Linked DNA regions of Hordeum vulgare: region 1 is linked to region 2. A link is a contact called in public Hi-C data. All regions are on one chromosome and are shown on one strand. Each heading gives the region's core, a stretch centred on a gene start, on an enhancer-like site or on the middle of the called end of the contact. The rest is flanking DNA. Distances are from core to core; before and after follow the strand shown.

The links. A called contact is a pair of places that touch in the nucleus more often than the background predicts.
Region 1: a Hi-C map of seedling shows a contact between it and region 2, with 4 times the contacts expected there. The contact joins the promoter of LOC123430636 here to the enhancer-like site in region 2. A contact is called at or near these places in 4 of 6 Hi-C or Micro-C datasets (leaf and seedling).

What each region holds. Positions count from the first base shown.
Region 1 is chr2H:584,575,953-584,581,590 of MorexV3_pseudomolecules_assembly, forward strand. It overlaps LOC123430636, which reads right to left and starts at 4,054. Exons shown (of 3, transcript XM_045114491.1): 1 at 3,533-4,054; 2 at 3,211-3,373; 3 at 718-1,439. The coding sequence starts at 3,955. The coding sequence ends at 967.
Region 2 is chr2H:584,444,739-584,451,110 of MorexV3_pseudomolecules_assembly, forward strand. No RefSeq gene overlaps it. Among protein-coding and RNA genes, the nearest start is that of LOC123428677, 58 kb to the right of the region's middle. Within about 2 kb of position 4,198, at least 3 of the 3 cell types and tissues checked have open chromatin away from gene starts, as enhancers often do. A contact at or near this core is called in leaf and seedling, where this site is marked.

The DNA.
Region 1 (5,638 bases), core at 2,804-5,303, 130 kb after region 2:
CATTTTTTTTTAAATCTCATTCAGTTGAAACAAAAAGTTCATCAATTTTTGAAAATCACATAATGTTATTAAAGGTTCAACAAATTCCTAAAATAATTCATCGGTTTGAAAAAATAAAATAAAAAAGGAAAAAAGGAGGAAAGGAAAGGAAAAGAAAAGAGGAAAGGAAAGGAAAAGAAAAGAAAAGAAAATGGAAAAAAAGACAAAAGGAGGAAAACTGAGTTAATTATACAAGAGGTGTCTTGTCTCCCGTGGTTAGAGCTTCTAAGCTAGAAAGGTTAACACGGAATTTATAGACAAACAAGATCTAATGATATTAGAAAACGGTTAACATCTAGATGTGAAATAGCAATCCTTGACCCATATGTCCTGTAAAAAAAGGGTGCCCCATTTATGTTAATTACACTCGGGTAAAATCGGAACGGACGTGTTGTTTAAACTCTTTTTTGTGTGTTCTACATAGAAAACTAGACATGATTACTCAGTATGTCTTGTGTCCTCTTTCCTCGCTGATGATTATTTACATCATGTGACTTGACATTTAAAAGAGAGCGATTTTCCCAATGCATGTGGTTTCCTAGGATCTTACAAGAAAAATAGTTTTATTACAAATTTCTCTCAAAGCACCTGGTTTCCTAGGATCTTATAAGAACACATGTTTTATTACAAATTTCTAGGTCAGAACACATTGTTGCCAAACTTTTGATGCCCTATCCAAAGCAAAAGACATGTATCCAATAGATTGCAGATCACCCATAAATGTACAAGCACTTACACAACACTGATATTCCAACATCATAGTATCACCATATTATGTTGTGGGATCTCGCAAGGTTGCACCAGTTCATATGTGCTTCTCCTTCGATGATATACACACCAAATAAAAGTTGCAGGACAAAGTTGCTTGGTCCATCTATCTCCATGTTCAAAAGCAGTTTCAAGAAATCATCTTCTCGTTGCCATCGGTCAATATAACTCGTCAACCAATTCTCCGACCAACAACGAGATGATGTCACTCTCAAGATCAGCAACTAGTAACTTCTTTTCATCATCCCCGAAACATCTCCACCGTTGGATCGGCTCAATCTCCGCCTTCACCACTGCCCAAATTGGTCTTAATGAACAATTTTGCCCATCCAACCATGCCTGGGCCGTCTCCAACAATGCCTTTCTTCGACCTAGATTTCTCGGGGTTTTATCGTCGCAAAAGAAATCAACTAGAAGCTTCTGGAAGCAGTGGATGGACCCCGAGGAGCTTGCTTCTAGGAGGTCTAGTATGCCCTGCGCTGACGCATTATCACTGTCTGCTGTGGACTCTGTTTCTGCCATGTTGTAGCTTACATCCTCCGTGGTCGTGGTAGCATCGTCCACGTCAGATATGTCTAGGTCGCCTAGCTGCTCAAATTGCCGAATTTTTTGAAGCAACTCTTGACTTGCTCCTACACAACATAAGTTTTTAATTAGCAACTGATGTATAATGATTTAAAAGATGGTGCATGATATTATGAGCTTCGTAAATAACTTGTATTATAAAAAGGGGCACTTATAAACTAACATTTGCTCCATTGGTAATGGCAGACAATATATAGACACATGGTCCATTGTTGCATGTCCGTCTTACGATAAAACTCGGTGAGCACTGAATAGTACTATGTCAATGTGAATAGTAGTATGTTAATGGGAAAACCCCATTGGATAGCAACATGGCATCATTGGCATGGCAAGTCATAACAAAACACAAGATATCCGGTCTATGCCCCATAACTATTTGGCATTGCTAGGCTGCTAGCTTAATTCTCACATTCTTTGGCTAACCAAACTCCAAATAATATAAGCCTAGGTACTCTAAGTTTGTATTGCAACATAACTTGACACGTAATAAACTCATCTAGAGCTAGCAAACCTTTTATTCATTAATAACACACTGAATAAGGGCATATCTAATGCTAGTCACCAAATGAACATAAGCAAATAGCCATCTAAAGCTCCCCCGGGATTTAAGGATGGCCTGAAGGTTTTCGGATGTCCGCACCAGTCCGTGGACATTTAAGAACTAGCGTTGAAGGCCTAAAGTGTTCTTGATAATTTCAGATTTTTTTGATGATCCACGTTGAAGATGCCCTTACTCACTACATATTGCTTTAGGTTTCTGCCCATCTCCGTGCTATATATGACACTTGACGAGCCGGTGCATGCTAAATTGTTAACTCCCAAGTATGCTCATCTAAAGAGGACAATCATAGTCGACAGCCGGTATATGCCCCTTTCGTGTTACGAAATGCTACTAATATGTGATTACTCTGGATGAGCACCAGATGGATGGTACACCTTGCATGATTACATCCACTGGCCAGCCGCTACTCGGTTGATAAGGCGATTATTCTGTCCATCATTTCGCCCCTTTCTCGCTTTTCATATTGCGTTGGAAACTTTAGAATACGACATGCTCTGTACTTTCCGATAGTGTAGGCTGCGATCGAGAATCAAGTTGTCCCCCGAGTTAACACTTGTTTAATGTGCTGATCATATACAATTCTCCACGCAACCATTATGCGTTGCTGCTCGGCCATCAACCTCACGTTTCCCCCGCTCCTTTTCTTCTTGTAGTACTGCACTACACTGTTCCTTACTTGCACGTATTTGCATCCAACGGTCTGCGCAGGAGCAATGTGCCTTGAGTTGATAAGAGGGGAGACAGGAATGGGTCACCTGATATATATTCGTGGCATGTGGTTGCCATAGCCTAATACGCCAACAGTTCGTGTGCATATATACATCGACCAGGGCATCGAACTGTACTTGATCTACATTAGTTAGGGGCCGTATCATTTGCACACGATTATTTTCTAACTAATCCGGGCTTAAGTAGGAGTACGAACCAAAAGGCGACTTTGCTGTGCTGGCGACTGCAGCACGTACGGTTAGACGGTGGAGGACGGACGAGCCGTGGTAGAAAACGTTGTGCCTGTCGATCGGTGATTACTGTCAACGATCACTACGTGATCGAGACGCCTAAGCAGCTAGCCTGATATCATCACTGTTCTAAAAAAACAAAAGCCAAAACTTAGCCTAGCCTGGTCTTACGGGCGATAAACATGTGCGAGCGCTTTGCATCAAGTGCAATTTTGCAGGGACTTGACGTAGCAGTGACAGGTTCAACGAACAGAATTCACTTCAGAACGAAGAGAAAAGAAGTGCCGAAAGCCTTACTTCGAATGTTGGCGATGCTTCGCTGGAACGTCGGCGACGCGGTCTCGTCGTCTCCATCCACGCCGTCGCCGTCGCCGTTCTCGTCCTCGTCGTCTTCATCCTGGCTGAGGAAATCCATCACCGAGACCGGGCTCAGACGCTGCTTCCGCTCCTGCTCCTGCTCCTGCTCCAAGTGTCGCGTTGCCCCGAGCCCAGCAACCTGTTAGAAGGAGGATCGCGCGATCCAATGCAAACCAACAACCAACCGGCACGAAGAACATAATTAAGCAGAAAAGGGAATGGAGACGTGAGGTGAATTCACAGGAAAAGGGTGCACTCTTACCTTTGTTTCGCTGTTACGGCGGCCGGCGAGACCTGCACCGACGTCACCCGCCTGGCCACGCTCCCGACTCCGCCCCGGCGACGAACCATCCCTCCTTCCGATGGCTGTGGTGGACGCTGAGCAGCTGGGAACCCTCCTCTCCACCGCCTCCTCGCCCCTTCTCTTCTTCCAGAAACCCATACGCAGCTTCTTCGGGAAATTCCCGGCGAGCGCGACCTCCCCCTCCCTTCCCGATGGCCGGAATAACGCGGCCCTCACCGCAGCGGATACCCTCGCCATCACGTCGCCGTTGCGCCGCGTGCTACGAAGCTCGGCGACGAGGTGGCGCGGGTAGCACCCGAAGCCGCCGCGGGAGAGCTCCGCGGTGAACTCCAGCTCAAGCCACTCCTTCAGCATCAGCGCCGGCCTCCCCTCCAACTCCATGGCTGGCACCCTGCGCTTTCTTGCACGGCTGCCCAACTGAACTGCACTCCCAGAGAATAAAATGATGTAATGTTCTGCTAGCTTGTGCCCTGATGGGCGATGGAGCAAGGAGCAAGGAGGCGAGACCTGTGTGGTCTTTGGGGGGTGGTGAACAGAGCGGCAGACGCAGACACTACAAGTAGTAATCTTTGTATATGATCTGCCGGACTGTGACACGCACGAGTTAGCCGGAGACTCGGAGTGGGATGGTTTGGGCGGTAGTGCAGTAAAATTTTGTTTGGAAGCTGGAGGTGCAGAGGATGTTTGCACTTGGCATTGTCAGGCCAGGGATTAAGAAGCGTGTCGCATCGGTTTCGGGGAGGTTGCAGCCAAAACAGTGTATGCATCGGATGCTTAGGCTGTTTTCACGCACTGTTTGTCGTGTTTGGCGGTGTCTTAATAAGAGCTTATGTGAGCAAATGGATTAGAATGACCGTGCAAAGTAGTAAAGGATAAGCTAGGGGTTAGTACTGAAAAATGATTTTGGATCAGTTGATGCGTTATCAACCGTCGGATGCAAAATTAATGGCTAGATCGTCTTCTTCAACCTCCTGTCAATGATCAGGCGTGTTTCTTATTTGTGAGTCCCACAATCATATTTCTTATTTTCTTCATGATATGTCCGATTGCTTTCATGTAATTGGTGAAGAGTAAGAGAGGGAAAGAAAAGAACGAATAAAGAAAAAGAAAAGTGGTTCGGGGTGAGGTCGCGTCCTACGTGACGGACTGACCGGGCACGTCCGGGCCGCGAGCCCTTATATCTTCTCTATATTTGATATGTATATGGTTATGAGGGTTCACGGACAGCCCGAACGTATAGGGATGATATAAGGGGTCATTAACCAGACGCGTCCACGGGCGTATGAAGGGAAGTTTGAGGTGTCCGGTTGTAGATGCTCTTAATTAGCTAAAATTATATAAAATTTTCTCTAAAATACGAGTTTTCTTTACTATACACACTTTATTAATCAATAAAACAATGTACAATTGCACACATACATGTGAAATCTAGCAGAAAGATCAAGACATGATAGATGTCGAGATAAAATTCTAGAATGAACTCCACATAAAAATATATTACAAATGAGCCCATCGGAGTCCCTGCAAACAACCAAATATGAAATTGCCATCGAACATCAATGCCGCCGAGACGCACATCGAAAGAAGAGGCAAAACACCAGCAAACCAAAATCCGGACCAGCATCATAGCCTTGTAGGCGTTGTGAGCCAAAGATCAGACCTGCATAACATGCACTTGACGATGTGACGTGTCAGTCGAGGATGTTCCCCACACTGACCTAAAATTAGATCCGACGCATCTTGTCACTATTGCCGCAAAAAAACGCCATCGTCGAACCACCAACCATGTACTAGCACTAATATGTCCCACTTATCGGCGCCGCCGTAAAAAACGGCAACCATTGGACATAGAAAGCATAGGGCCCACCGCTTTGAACCAACGGCAAGCAGACGAGGCCATCAACTTAGCGGCGCCATAGAAAAAAAAAACATCTTCATGGGAGGAATAGACTAAGGGCAACTTATTAGACACAACATTAATCTCACCAAATTGATATTATTAGACGAAGACGAAACACTAAACCTATAGAATAACAGGAAGAGAAAATGGGAGCCCACCCCTCT
Region 2 (6,372 bases), core at 2,948-5,447:
AAGGCGACTTCCGCGCTACAGCTTGCGACTTCTTTGTCGGAGTCACGGACCCCGCGACGGCAGAATTGAAGGCATGTCGGCGAGTGTTGAGTTAGCTGCGGGAATTAACGTCCAGAAGCTACACCTTGAGATGGATAGCAAGATGGTTGCAGGCATGCTAAGCGATCCAAACAAGAACCTGTCGGCTGAGGGGCCGTGTGTGGAGGAGATTAAGGAAATGATGCGTGCTTTTAGTGATGTCAGAGTGTCATGGGTGCATCGATCTGCGAATTACACCCCTCATAGGTTAGCTAAAGTAGGGTTAGGAGATCAAACTTTGCAAAATGTGGCTGATGATGCCACCACACTTTGTGTTACATGTGGTCTCGGATGAGATCCCAGACATTTAAATTTTAATAAAGCGGCGTGATTAACCCTAAAAAAGACGGTTGCCGCGACATGCCCTTCTGGTGTTGCCCATAACGTGCCCGCTAAAATGTGTGAAAAACCGAGGGGTCAAAGTATGGGTTGTGGCGGTTTAAGCAAAAATGATGGGTCAAAGTGGACAGGTTTGGACGCTGACAAGACGCGTCCACATACGTTTGAGGAACAAGATTTGTAGATCATGGTTGTAGATGCTATAAGATCATTTACAGTGGGGCACCTTAAACCCCGTTCAAAACGCCCGGGTAGACGGGTTGTTGACTGACCGATCATAAATAGTAAACCCACACGAGTACCTCAAACCGTCCTCAAACGCCCCCACATGACCGACAGACCTCATATCCAGCCCAAATCTAGAGTAGATATGGGCAGGCATGTGCGTGCCCGCCATGTTGGATCTGGCCCACCCAATCCCACGTATATTCGTCCCTATCCGCTTGTCGGGCCAGACAGTAGCCACTCCACTCCACTTGTCTCCACCCTCAACCTCACTTCCAACGATCTGCGGCCTTCTTTGGCATGGTGGATACCAAATATGATTCCGACCACTCCGGATCCGCCGATCGGGGTATCATCCCATGCGGGATGGAGAAGGCTATGACTCTCCGCATTGCCCTTCGCTGCTCCCCGGGAGGACTACGTCCGACCGACAATGGGAACAATCCGGCGCGGATCCATTGCGTCAGCGCAACTGGCGCTCGGATCCACCGAGGGCAGGAGTATTGCAGTTCCTTAGCCTCCCCATCACTAGTCCACTGCAGTATGAGTGTTACACAGACTGGTCTGCTCTCCATGGGAAGGAGAGGATGAGGGTGTCCAAGGCTCACCTCGCAGCTGACATGGCGGAGGCGGTGGCACACACATTCGCAGAGGAGGAAGCCATTTGTGCCCGCATCCTAAATAACTGACAGAGTAGGAAGACGTGTGCCTCACCCGAGAGCAAAACTGGACGGTCTGTGCCATGGCCGGACTCCACCACCCCCAAAGAGGAGAAAGGAGAGCATCGATGGGTCAGATAGCACTGGTGAAGAACATATCCGACTTGGTCCATTTTGTGTTTTTGACCGCTACTTCCGTGAGAAAGATGACAAGGTCCTGAGGAAGGGTAAGGACAAGGCCAGCTGTGAATGATCCATAATAGTATGTAGGTACAAAAATGCCAAAATTTGATAGTTGGATAGCTTGTGATGTTGTAGTTGGACGATTTGTGTTGCGTTGTTTACGTTGCTATGTGTTTGTATGAATTTGAAATTTGCTAATTAAGGTATCAATATGAAGGAAAATTTGAGGTCTCATCACCCATCTTGCGTGGACGTTTGAGAGCCTGACTTTGGAGTCCACGGATGTAGATGCTCTAAGTTTTTTGGGGTACAAAGACCTTTCACTAGTTAAGGCTCTACACGGGTTTTTTTTTCAAATACACACAAGCATGCGTATCCAATGGGGAAGACAGGATCTGCCAATGCCCCAAGCTAAACGTATACTCATGCTACTTTATGCTAGAGTACATGAAGGATTTCTTAGAATAACGTGTAATATGCTAGGCTACGAAGCACCGATACGGCAACACTGATATAGCGATACGGGATATGACAATTTCTAAAACAGCAATACGACCATACGGCAAGCATATATAAATAATGATAAAATGACATATAATAAAAACTAAGATAATAAATATGTGAGATGAGATTAAAATATCGTCCCACTAATTATATAATTGCTTCCATGCCTCGTTTCTCATTTTAAAAATCACACTATCATCAAGAGGGTAACACGACCATAAACTGCTTCAATTCAATTTGAAATGTAATACATATTAACATGAGTACATAAAATCAATAAATCTTTTAAAGTTAAGAACTTGAGATTGGCAAATGACACACATACATTCTCATAGTGATAAATATATAGGAACTCTCATCTATGAACATGACGATAATTAAAATCAACAAGCAATACACATCAATAATGGTCAAATGATTATAAAGAAAGCTAAAAAAATGTAATGATTTATAGTTGTATCTGTTTTCCTAGCAATAGGAGGCAGCAACAACATTAGCAAGTAATTTTACGCCATAAAAATCAACAAGCAGCAAGCCAACAACATCAACATGTAATTTTATCCAACAAGCAACATCGTTAGCAAGCACTTTTATCCAACTACTACATCAATACAGTACACGTCCAATATCTATATAAACAGATCAACGATACATCAAGGCATGAGCAATACTGAACGACGATACTTCGAAGATAGCCGCATCGCCATTTTTCTCTTTTATTTTGAAATTGAAAAAGACGATATTTTGGGGATACCCATACCGAAGCCGTATCTGGTGTATCGGGGTATCGGTGAAGTACTGGACCGTGATACATAAATTTTTGAAGTATCGGTGCTTCGTAGATGCTAGGGGCAAGGCTAATAGAAGAGCCTAATGCTAGCTCTATACTAGCGACACATCATCTAAAGGCTTCACAAAAAACCACTCATACAAAGACTATAGCTATACTCCCTCCGTTCCTAAATATAAGTGTTTTAAGAGATTCCATTAAAGACTACATAGGAAGTAAAATAAATAAATTTAACTCTAAAATATGCCTATATACATCCGTATTTAGTTTGTAGTGGAATCTCTTAAAAGACATATATTTAGGAACAGAGGAAGAGTATTTAATGCTTACATGCACAGAGAGGCAAAGAAATCATACTATGATTGGTACTCCCTCCGTTCCTAAATATAAGTTTTTTAAGAGATTTCACTAAGAGTCTACATATGAAGCAAAATGACTAAATCTACACTCTAAAGTATGTGTATATGCATCTGCATGTAGTTTACTAGTGAAATCTTTAGAAAGACTTATATTTAGAAACAGAAGGAGTAGGTGCGAATAAATGTCTGCCTTTTGCTGGATTTTATTGATGTGAAACATCTTATAGTCAGAATAGGATTTATTATACTAATATTATTTAGGAACAGAAGGAGTAGGTTCTAATGGTTTTAAAGATGAAACATCTCGGCCGTCACTAAAAATGGAAGTACCTTTCGATAGTTGTTATGCGACATTTTTTACTTGAGATTCCTCCCACGTATTCTTTTGTTTTTGTAAAATCCGATTTCTCCTAGTATGTCAAGCAAGAAGAATCATCAAAACATCTTATTTTCTTGTGAGAAAAAACACCAAAACTTTTGTGGCCATGGCCTCACATTCTCGCGGGTCCACATCAGTTCCATCCAAGTTATCACCAGCAGCCTTCTGTGACATGTGTACAGCAATGACTATATTATGTCGCCATGAGTGCGTTGATCTTTACGTGATGTACGGTGCAAAGGATCTTTCTCCCTCTGATGCATCACTCTCGTTTAGTTTAGTTTTGTTATTATCGGTAACAAACAAAAGGTTTGGCTCGATGAACTGTCACCACTTGGCATAAAGTCTACACCAATCGAATAAAACAGGCAAACATTTGCAGCCCGCTAAAAACCCACGTACGTATATGTATTTCTTCTGAAAGTGAAAAACCGTTAGCACATCGTATGTTCGTCCTGCAGCTACCAACTCGTGCACGCACGTGCTAGGCGTGAGGAAGAGAATCAAGGTACACCTCATGAGATTTACGAGTTACGAGTGCGACGGGGGACACCGCGTCTCCCTCCATTTTCGTCTCTTCCCAGCTTCTTCCACAACGGGCCGCACTGTTTTCGAACAGGTTGCGCGGCGAGGGCGAGGGCGATGGCTCGACCGCAATAATCGAGCCCTGGTTTTGGACACGGCAACGATACGTCCCACGCCGCGATCTGATGCTCATCAGCTTTGTCCTTTTGGCAGGCGAGGGTGACCTCTGGGCTGTCAGACGGTGATGTTTCTTCCAGCCGAGCATCGCCATCAGCGAGCCTGCGCTGCGCGTGCCGTTGCCTGCCTCGTGCGGTCTGATCGTCTGTCTCCACGCCTCGCGGCCGTCACCGAACACGTCCAACCTCGTTCCCAGTTGTGGCATTTCCTATTTGGAGCACAGGCGTTGCATTTTTGTTAACTAACGTTCGTAAATGGGCCAGCCCATTCATACGTGGGTTTGCGATTTTTTTAAAATTCAGTGAATTTCTTTAAATATCCTTGAACTTTCTTATATTTCAATGAATATATTTTAAGGTTTATGAAATTTTCTCTGAAAATCGGTGAACCTTTTCAAAAATACGTAATTTTAGATCTTTATTGAATATCAATGAACTTTTTTAAAATTTGATGATCATATTTTTTAAATGGATGAATTATTACCAAATTTTTATGAACTTTTCAAAGGTGTATGAACTTTTTTCTCAGTTCAATGAACATCTTTAAAAAATACATGAACTTTTTTGGATTTCTATGTACTTTAAAAAAATGAACCTTTTCAAAATTGGATGAACTTTTTTTAAATTTCAATGAATTTTTTTCAAATTAATAAACTTTTTTCAAAACTGATGAACCTATTTCATAGATATGAACTTTCTTTTAAATGGATGAACCTTTTTATTTAAACCTGTAAACCGTTTTGATTTTATATTTTTATTATTGTAATAAATAAAAAATATGGGTGTTTTTTTTTTACTGGATCAGTAAAAAACAGATAAGAAAACTGGACAGCACGCTAGTGGGCTGGTCTATGCCCGCGACGCTGCAGGAGTCGGATGAAATCCCAATATATGACACGCGTTGCGTCAAAATGCCGCAGCTTCGCATAGGAAGATCGAACGGTTGTCACAATTTGGCCGACCTGTTTAACCGTTTCAGTGTTTCCCGTTTTGGAAAACCTTCTAGAGGTTTCCAGCCAGGTTTTTCCGGTTTTAAAAACTTTCTAGAAGATTCCATAAACCGGTTTTTTTTCTTTTCTTTATTCTTTTTTGTTTCTGTTTCAAAATTGTTTTCGATTTTAAAAAAATAAATTTCGGAAATTGAAAAAATGTTTCGGAATTTTAAAAAATGTTATGTACTTAGGAAATCTTTGGAATTTGAAAAAATGTTCCAGAATGTAAAAAATATATTTCGGAAGTTAAAATAATGTTTTAGAGTTTGAAAAAATGTTCCGTAATATTTCAAAATATTCTGAAATTTGCAAAAATGTGCTGGTATTTGAAACAATGTTCTGGAATTTGAATAAATGTTCCAGAATTTGAAAAAATGTTTCGTAATTTTTCAAAATATTCCGAAATTCGAAAATATGTTTTGGAATTTGAAAAATGTTCTGGAATTTAAAAAAAAGTTTGGGAATTTAAAAAATATTCCAATTTTTGAAAAAATATTCTCAAATTTTAAAAAATGCTCTGGAATTTGAAAAAATGCCCCGGAATTTGAAAAATGTTCCGGAATTTTAGAAGAATTTCCGGAATTTGAAAATTGTTTCGGAATTTAAAAAATGCTCTGGAATTTGAATTTTTTCCGGAATTTCAAAGAGCTCCGTATTTTAAAAAATGTTCCGGAATTTAAACAAATGTTCCGAAATTTGAAAAAATGTTTCCGAATTTGAAACTTCTCCAGAATTTTAGAAAACTTATCCAGAATTTGAAAACGATTTGCACATATTTTATAAAAATGCTCCTGTTTAAAAAAAATGTTCTCATAATTCAAAAAAGTCTATGCTTGCAAAATGTGTTTGCACTTTCAAATTTGTTTGAGATTTTTCAAAATTGTTCTCCTTTTCAAAATTTGGTTCTCAAGATTCAAAAAATGTTCACGCTTGTAAATTTATTAACGTTTTTTGAAATTTGTTTTCTTTAAATTCGAAAAATATTTTTGCTTTAAATAAAATACAAAGGAAAAAGCAAAAAACGAAACAAAAAAATGAAAATAACAGTGAATGTAAATAGTAACAGAAAAAATAAATAAAACTGGGCCAAACTATTAGGGGCGCCCACCCCTATGGGGCGCTGGAGCTCCCTGCCGCAATGAGCGGCAGCGGCAGGTAGGAGC